2 separate regions of the Rattus norvegicus genome follow, and region 2 is linked to region 1. A link is a contact called in public Hi-C data. All regions are on one chromosome and are shown on one strand. Each heading gives the region's core, a stretch centred on a gene start, on an enhancer-like site or on the middle of the called end of the contact. The rest is flanking DNA. Distances are from core to core; before and after follow the strand shown. Region 1 holds the start of Gja1 (gap junction protein, alpha 1). Region 2 overlaps LOC108349074 (a long non-coding RNA gene).

The links. A called contact is a pair of places that touch in the nucleus more often than the background predicts.
Region 2: a Hi-C map of the Rat2 cell line shows a contact between it and region 1, with 3 times the contacts expected there. The contact joins the enhancer-like site here to the promoter of Gja1 in region 1.

What each region holds. Positions count from the first base shown.
Region 1 is chr20:36,301,077-36,305,651 of GRCr8, forward strand. It overlaps Gja1 (gap junction protein, alpha 1), which reads left to right and starts at 1,488. Exons shown (of 2, transcript NM_012567.2): 1 at 1,488-1,670.
Region 2 is chr20:36,394,806-36,399,389 of GRCr8, forward strand. The region is part of intron 2 of LOC108349074 (a long non-coding RNA gene); the gene reads right to left. Among named protein-coding and RNA genes, the nearest start is that of Gja1, 95 kb to the left of the region's middle. Within about 2 kb of position 1,261, at least 45 of the 93 cell types and tissues checked have an H3K27ac peak or open chromatin away from gene starts, as enhancers often do.

The DNA.
Region 1 (4,575 bases), core at 238-2,737:
ACACATTTGATAAATACATGTTTAAAAAGTCTAATGTCACATCTCTGGACATAAAGCATTGAAAGTCAGACTACAGTTTCTGCTTCTGTCACATTGTTTCCCTTCTTTAAGTTAAAGACAAACCTCAAAAGTAAGAGAGCTCGCTGGGGTCTTAAACTGTGAGATTTCAAGTGGTGCCTCCTTAGGCATTCCAGCCAGGCACGGGAAAGTGTTTCTACGAAGTCTTTGCCATCCTTTGTTCTGCTGTTTGCCTTAGAGTGAGATGCTCAACCCAGTCAGGTGATGCCTGAACAAAGGCCGAGAGATTTCCCTGCCTAACCCCGGGAACACCGCTGAAGCCTGTTTATTGCCCTGCCATAAGCCCTCTTGGAGGACATCTGGGAGCCCTCAAAGGAGCTGCCCACCCTTAGGAATGAGGTTATATGACTCAGTCCTTCATAAACCCCGTCAGGTATGATGAGAAAGCCATGAAGTTGTAGGCAGGCGGTCACCAGGCAGACGTCTCTCCCCTGGATGGGCTTCCTAGGGACATGATCGAAAGAGAGGAGGAAGTTTTCAGACTGGCTTTATGCTAACATAATGTATCTGGAAACTCTAGTCTGCAGTTAGGAGGAGGAGGAGGAGGAGGAGGAGGAGGAGGAGGAGGAGGAGGAGGAGGAGGAGGAGGAGGAGGGAGGGAGGGGAGGGGGAGAATTTTGGCATCTTCCTGCCGATTTAAATGCTAAATTGTAGTCATGAATAGGACTGAGATAGGACGTTCACTTCCTCGGAGACTGGGTAGAGGTCAGTATCAACGTTTCAGTCCAAAGTTACCTACATGATATTTTTCATAATACATAACATCTACCTTCCTGTTCTTAATCGAAGGAATACACAAAACTATCTAAAGCAGCAGAGAAACCGACGAGTAGACATACCCCTCCACTGGGGCTGGTTGTGAAATGCCTTTCCCATGCCCACCGCCTTTTTTCCTTTGTTAATTGTCCGTGTTTAAGAGGAGGAGAATTAGGTCATAAGAAAGATCACGCACACCCACCTCAAGCTTCACACACCTTGGGGAACGCAGAACAAGTCTGCACGAGTTGACCTTGTCCCCCCCGCCCCCCATTTTTATTTATTGCATTTTTTTTTCATTTAGAAAATGTAACACGAAAGGTACGTCTTCTCCCTCCCCCTGGTCATCCCCTGAAACAAGCCCTACTACACCCAACAGTATTTTATCTGTGAGGAGTCACAGCCCTGCAGTGGCCGACGGACAGCTAGAGCTGTTTTCTCATATTTTTTTCCCTTCTCGTCAGCACATTCAAACTACAACTTTATCTTGACCAGGTTGCTTCTGCCTGCTCAGCCCCACGTTCGTCAGCCTCCTCCCCACCTTCTCCCCGCCTTTTCTTCCTCCCTCCCCTTTCTCCTGGCCCCTCCTTCCAGTTGAGTCAGTGGCTTGAAACTTTTAAAAGCTCTGCGCTCCAAGTTAGAAAAACGCTTTTACGAGGTATCAGCACTTTTCTTTCATTGGGGGAAAGGCGTGAGGAAAGTACCAAACAGCAGCAGACTTTTAAACTTTAAACAGACAGGTCTGAGAGCCTGAACTCTCATTTTTCCTTTGACTTCAGCCTCCAAGGAGTTCCACCAACTTTGGCGCGCCGGCTTCACTTTCATTAAGTGAAAGAGTAAGTTTTGATAAAAAACCCGCTTTTACCTAATAGCGTCTCTTTCTGTCAGGAAAACTCTTGCACTGTGCTTTGTAAACGCGTTGCGTCTTTGGCTTAGGATATCGTAAGTAGAACGATGGTCTTCCAAGTGTCTTTGCCATTTCCACGTGCTGGTTTATATTTTGATTGTTTAAAAAGTTCCGCTGCTCGTGCAACAGGTAAAAGGCTCAAACTTTTTCCAGCTAGAGTGAAGGACCAACTTCCTAGACTTGGTTCTTTGTTGTGGAGCCTAATTTTCACTTTTCTGTAGTCCCTGATGGAGAAGGTGCTGCGGTGGGAGGGAAGGGGGGGTCCCCTCCGTCAACTTTGCCTAGCCTGCTTCCTCTAGTGCAGGACACTGCAGGCTTTTTCCTTTTTCCTCCTGAAAATCCCGTCGGCTGTTCTACAGCCTTGAGAAAGCTGGCTCCTTTTGTAACAGTGCTTTGTTGAGCCCCTGCCGCAGCAGTTGACTTCCACGTGGTTCTTCCTTAGCCTTTTTTCTGGATTAAGCCAGAAAATACGTAGATCGGGGTGCTGCGGGTAGGGTTTTTAGACCAACAGTAGTTACTTTGTGCGAGCCAGCGCGGTGCTACGGGACGAACCCCTCAGCCCACACAGCCAGCTTTTTTTTTTTTTTTCCCCTCCACGCTGGCAACTGCGGGCGCGAGAAATCTTGAATGGGTGGTGGTGACTTGGGGAGCGTTAGAGGAACCGGCGTTAGAAACAGTGTGTGCCAGGGTGCTTTTCCAAAACCAACTGCTAAAACCCAAGCTCCTAGAAGGAATGGGGAAAAGGGAATTTTGGAGCCGCGCTTTAGAAGGGGCTGCCCCCTCCCCACCCCCACCCCCCTTCGCCTGCCTGCCCGGACCTGTAGGGACTTCAGAGCTGTTGGGACAGTTTTGAATTAGCTTCTAGAGGGTGCAAAGCACTAAGCAAAAATGATGTTAACGTGCAGTTTAAAGGGGATCCGTCTTAAAGCTGTTATTTTTTTTCTTTATTTTTAAATTGGTAACACATTCTGTAAAGCACTTTGCCCAGTCTTCATTCTGTCCGGCCTAAATCCACACCGAAACGACTCAGGGTGGGTCTGTAGTTTTGTTTGGTTGGTTTTTTTTTTTTTTCCCGTGTACCAGACGGGCCGAGTCCTTTTGAAGTGAAAACTTTAGGGCAGAGGGTGGCACGGGCCCTTCCTGCCCAATCTTAGCATCATCCCGGGCTCGGCTCCCCGCAGCCTTCCGGCTTCGCGGTCCAGACCGCTGCCTGCGACGGAGGGGGGTTGGGGGGGAGGGGAGGCGAGCCTCGCGGCCGGACCGTCAGAGGCAGCAAGTGGTCGACTTTATTAAAGTTGTCAATCTGAAGTCTCTTCCCCTGCCCTCCGAGACGCCTTTTCGTGGTTTCTCTGCCTAAACTTGTCGGGTGGCTGAGTGGAGCCCCCGGGAAGGTCCCCTGAACACCTAGGGAGCCCGGGTGCTGGTAAATGCACTTGTAACACTCCTGGAAACTCTTGAAATTCCCCAAGAATGAGGCGGGGCGGAAGAAGGAGGGGCAAAGAAGACCCTTCGAGAAACCGTGCGACAGCTACTGACGTGTGCTGAGGCAAATCCGTTCAGGATTGGAAAATTCAAACCTTGACTTCCGAGCAGAGTTCTCCCCGTTAGTGCCCTCGGGTCCACCCAATGCTCACTGGGCATCTCTGGCAGAGCCTTGGCCGAGCACTCGGCGGCCCGCGCCCGGAGGTGAGCTTCCCTTTCCCTCCCACTACTGGGTTTTGAGGAGAGGAGAAGAGCCTACAGGGCCGACTTTGGAGGTGGGTTTGATTTCCTTTGTTCCCCAAGCACAATAGTAGTGACTGGAAGGTAGTGAATCTTACCAGTCCAAAAAGACCTCTGGGCAGCAACCTTGAATGGTCAGTAGCTTCCCATGAGGAAGCCTGAGGTTAATTTTTTCTTTTTTATTTTCATGAGGATTGATGAAAATAAAAGTGTGTTAAAGTAAACGAGGGCATAGACTGCGGGGGTGGGGTCGTACTAGTTAATTCTGCTGGGTAGGCCAAGTTGTGTGGAAATGAGCGCATTTACAGGCTGTACTTTCTGTCCTGGAGAGGTGTTGAACTCTGGATTACTGGAATGCACTCCCCGGTGTGTGAAAGCTTTGTGCATCTAGATTCGGGTACAGTGGGCTACCTGTCCCTTGCTGGGGTTCCAGGTGGTAGTGCTTTGGTACTCCACTGTCTAAACACACACCACATAGATGTTCTTCAACGTTGTCCCATCATCCTTTGAGGTTGGGATTCTTATTATTGCTGACCTTCCACGGGGAAATGTGGTTCTAAAGCCAGCAGCAAGAGGGGAAGGCTGCGTTTCCTTCCGCGAAGGGAGCAGAACTTGGTTGCTTAGCCGTCTTCAATTCCTGCAGAGAGAAGGGATAGCAGATACTCTGCTTTGCTTTATCACCGTATTGCAGAGGTGCAGTTCATGTGAATTGTAGAAATTTGTATGCCCCGAGGGAAGGGAACTATAGGAAAGTCACCCACTGATTAATACCTCGAACTCCACCTATCCTGATCTTCTACCTTCCCTTCATGATTCTGTTTGACTTCTGATGTGTCGAGGCTTATCCAGCTCACTAAGGAGAGAAATAATCATCTTGGGTGTGTCATCCACGTTTGCATTAAGTGTAGATGCTCCTCCCAAGCTTAAACATTCCTAGCTGCTTCTAAGTGGGAGGGTACAGATGTGTGTGTGTGTTGAATTCTTGGGAGAACTGGTTAAAATCTCCACTTTCCACAACTGTTAATGTACCATAAAGAGATGTGTGAGCAAAATGCCTTTTGCCAAAATCCAACCATGATTAGTTCTTGAAGTAACTGCCTAAATTCACGTCT
Region 2 (4,584 bases), core at 11-2,510, 94 kb after region 1:
TCCCGTCTAGCTACAGGAAGTGGCCTCTTCAGGTTCTATAACTCCAATGTAGTGAGACACAGCTAATGTCACCCCCGTTAATTTCTGAGCCTTAGCTGTGTATTCCATTGAATAGATGAACCACATTTTTTTTTATCCATTCTTCAGTTGAGGGACGTTTAGGTTGTTCCCAGTTTCTGCCGATTATGAAAAAAGCTGAATGAGCATAGCTGGACAAATGTCTTTGTGGGATGGTGGAGCATCTTTTGTGTTTATGCCCAGGACTGGTATAGCTGGGTCTTGAGGTAGAATTATTCCCAGTTTTCTGAGAAACTACCAAATTGATTTCCAAAGTAGTTGTACAAGTGCGCACTCCCACCAGCAATGGAGGAGTGCTCCCCTTGCTTCTCACCATCCTGAACTGTCACTTGAGTTTTTGGTCTTAGCCATTCTGATGGGTATAACATAGAAGCTCAGAGTTGTTTTGATTTACATTTCCCTGATGGCTAGGGATTTTGACCATCTCTTTAAGTGCTTCTCAGCTATTGGAAAGTCCTTGTAAATTTTAAAACAGGAAGCAGGTATGTTTATGCTTTACTTGCTAAGTATATAATTATCTTGAGCCTTGGCAAAAGGTAATATAGTCCAGGAAGTAGCCAAATTCTTACCTTTCTAATGAAAACTGAGGAAGTTTGCTTTGCAAATTCTTCAGTGGTCATATTTGTTACTTTGAGTTTCCTAACTGACCTAAAATAAAGTAGGATGTGTGGAAGTGTCCGGGCAGCTTTCCTGGGTGTGATCCAACAGTCTGCCTGGAGACATAACTATGACACATTCCTCAAAGCCTGGCTTGTTGGTTCAATCATACAGGTTTTGAGTTTAAATCCGGAAAGTAAAGAAAACTGGAGATAGTGATCAGGGATAGGCTGGGATGAGCCGGGCTGTGTAAGCATTGGGTAGGCAGAGCAAGAAAATCAAGAAGTACCATCCAACACTCAGCCCGGTCTTGTTTCTGACCCCATTAATTTACGTTGCTAACCAAATAAATGCAACCCCTCTCATCTTCAAAGCACTTCCTCAAAGAAAACAAAGTTAAGTGCTTAATACCAGGCTGATTCCCAGTTTGCCGATGAAGGAGCTGATGGGGGAGTCTAAAGTTCCGGTTGAGCGCAATAAAGCTGGGATTTACAAAGAAACTCCGGGTCTTGTCTCCACCGGATCACAGCCCTGCACCCTTCCAGCCTGTCCCAGTGAATCAGCAAGAACGCTGGCAGTCTGGATGCCACACGGAAGGAAGCAAGCCTAGAATCCCAAGTCTAGGATTTTTGGCTCAGAGCGGGGCTGCGCACAGGCTCGCTGAAATGGGCTTCAGGTTAACACTAAAGGAAAGGAGTAAAACCCGGACAACAGCGATAGGCTGCTCCTAAGGTTCTCAGTGCCGCTCAGGGAAATTCAAAACAAAGTTGTAAAAGCAAAGTTGATCATTTTGGAGCCTCGCTCAGGAATTCCAGGCTTTCCGTTCTGCACTCTCCTCCCCGCAAGGAAAGCCGTCATTTCTGAAAAAACATACCCAGTTTTAGAGAGGCTATCCGAGAGGCAGGCAGCTTTTCCGAGGAGATCATTTGAACATCTGGGTTTTTCCATTCTGTTTTGTTACTAATTTGCAATACGGTAATGAAAAGGCCTTGGGAGTAAACGCATTGGCAGAAAAAAATGTGCCTCAAAAAAAAAATCATCTTTTGTTTTTGTTTTTATTTCTGTCCCTTCCCCCCCTTAAATATACTAGGCACTTTACCGTAGTAAATATAAATATAAATATCGCAGAGGTATTTCTATGACAGGAAATTTTTGCCGTTATGCACAGGCCCACAAGTTTGGTTCCAAGTTCAAGTCTTATAGCTTCATATCTTCTGCAGCCTCTCGATCCATACATGAACAGAGGTGAAATAAATTACTGCATAAGGCATTTTCCTAGCAATGCAGAGCATACCTCATGTAAATATCAATTACCTAGACTGTTGAGGATAATAATATCCATTAAGAAATCCAAAGATATTATTGACTATTTCCTGCCTAACAGTGTTTTTTGTTTTTGTTTTTTTTTTTTAAACGGAGGAAAGATGTCTGGGGTTACTATGGAAGACAAGAGGAGTTCGTTTCAAAGTTAACCGGAGGCTGTCAAAAGCCAGCGTGACTAAACCAGTGCGGTGCCAGCTTATGAAACAGGGACTAGACAAGTCACCTCACAATCTCCCCTCCCACGTTCACACCCGGAGTGAGGCTGCCTCCTCCAAGTGGGATGCTGGAGAGGCAGCTGAGAAATAGTCCTGCTTGTAAGAATTGCCGTCTGTCATTGTGAGAGCTCTGTGTCCCTATCTTTCTATTCAGACAAGCTGACTGGAAGCTGGACTGGGTCTCACCTGGAATAAAAGCGTTCTTGGATAGACTAACTTGGCAGAGGTTGTGCACAGCCGTAACCTCCCTGCCAGAGACTGTAAGGAAGGGGAGCTACTGTAGCCCGTGCTGCTGGCCATTTCCCGGTGTGCATTGTCTAGGATATCATTCCTTATGTTCTGCCTGTTGATGAATAGCAAATTTGTGATAACAGCAGAAGAAATGGCTTAATTAGTACAGAGCTTGCTGTAAAAGCATGGGGGCCTGAGTTCAATGTCCAGACTCTAAAGCCAGGCTCCGGTTTGAGCCCGTAATCACATTTCAGGGGTGATAAGACAGGAGGTTCCCTGGAGTCCGACTGAATCAGGGGGGAGAGGAGGACTCTGTTCCGGGCTCACAGAGAGAACCTGTCTCAAAAAATCAGATGGAGAATGATTAAGGGTAATCTGCTAACCTTCATTTTCTGATCTCGAAATAAGAATTATGAAAAATATTTCAATGGATATTTCTGTCAAGATGACCAACACAGGAACGCTGCTCAGTTATAAAGTTCTGTCTGTAAGTGCATAGGTGTGTGGGGCCATACACTCAGGAATAGTCTACCTATGAGGGGGATACACACTCTGAGGAAAACCGACCCTCTCTGAAGCCCTTCATTCATCCAGGTTGTAATGCTGACTGACTTGATCTTCTGCACATCTTGTACAGACAACCACATCTGCTGTGAGTTCATGAATGTCATGGATCTTTTGTGTCTAGAAGACACAGCTTTGTCACAGTTCTCCCTGAGCTCTGACTCTCTTTCTACCTCCTCTTTTGTGAAGTTGCTCAAGCTTTGTGAGAAGGTGTGATATAGTTTTCCTGTTAATGGCCGATAGATCCATAGGTCATCCTCTGCACTTTAACCAGTTGTGAGTCTCTCTATACAAAGAAGCTTCTCTGTGAGGGCCAAGATCTACATAGATCTGAGTATAAAGACAAGTATTTAATGACAATTTGGTATTATGTCTTTTGGACACAGCAATAGTATTATGTTATCCCAAAGAGTTATGAGTCATGGCTCTTGGGTCATAGCTACAGCACCAGGAATAAATTGCCATGTGTGAAATAAGTCATAAATGTATTTAAAAAAAATGGTTGGTTACACTGAAAACATCTGGGCCACTATGGTACCAGTGGGTGTACTTGCTAGGGTAGTTGTATCTGTAGGTTACAGTGTTCACAGGTAGGCAAGACAGTTGATGACTTCCCCCCACAGCAATTCCCATAACGCCTTCATAAAGCTAGCCAGATGTGCATAATTTTAAAAAGAGATGTATTCCTTTCCTGTTGAGCTAGAAAGCTAAAACAGAGAAGGTGTAAAAAGTGTTTTTAGGATGATTAGTGATGGGGGTTGGGGATTTAGCTCAGTGGTAGAGCGCTTGCCTAGGAAGTGCAAGGCCCTGGGTTCGGTCCCCAGCTCCGAAAAAAAAAAAAAAAGATGATTAGTGATGGAGAGTGAGATAGACTTTAGACATGAGGTCCTGGAATCATTTTTCAATGATGTTTACAAAGCCTTAGGGTTGGCATTTATTAAAATGTCATTAGATTTTTTTGTCCCATAGTATACTAACCAGTAAGTAGCAGTTATGCTTTGGAATAATATTTCTGGTAATTGACGTTTTGAGTGTGAGATAGTAACATAAAAAGGTGCCCAGGTTCTGAGGCTACGGACCACAACTACCTTTCATATCCAGGACTCAAAAGTTCCTTGCACAGTAACACCAAGTTGAGCAGGAGAGGAGACAACAGAAAGGAATGGCATTGTCCTGCATCTATTTCTTGAATTTTAAAATTTTGTCTAAAAATAAAAATCCTTTGTATTGGTTCCATTAAGAGTTTGTACTTTTGGAACAGACAGAAAGGGATCCTGAAGTTGGCCATAGTGAAGAATGATCACAGTCTCTGTGATCTAGTGGAGAGATACAGGAATTCACGGTCATCCTTAGCAACATTGGAAGCTGGTCTGGGATATATGAGATTCTGTGTCAAAAGCTAGGGAGAAATGAAAGGCAGGCATATGGGTACAGGCTAATATTATACATAATGGATGAGAATGACCATGACTGGTGAAAGAGAAATTAAATTTTTTTTTTTTTTGTATTTTCAAGACAGGGTCCTACTCTGTAGCCTTGGCTGCCCTAGAATGTAGTGCATAGACCACACTGGCCT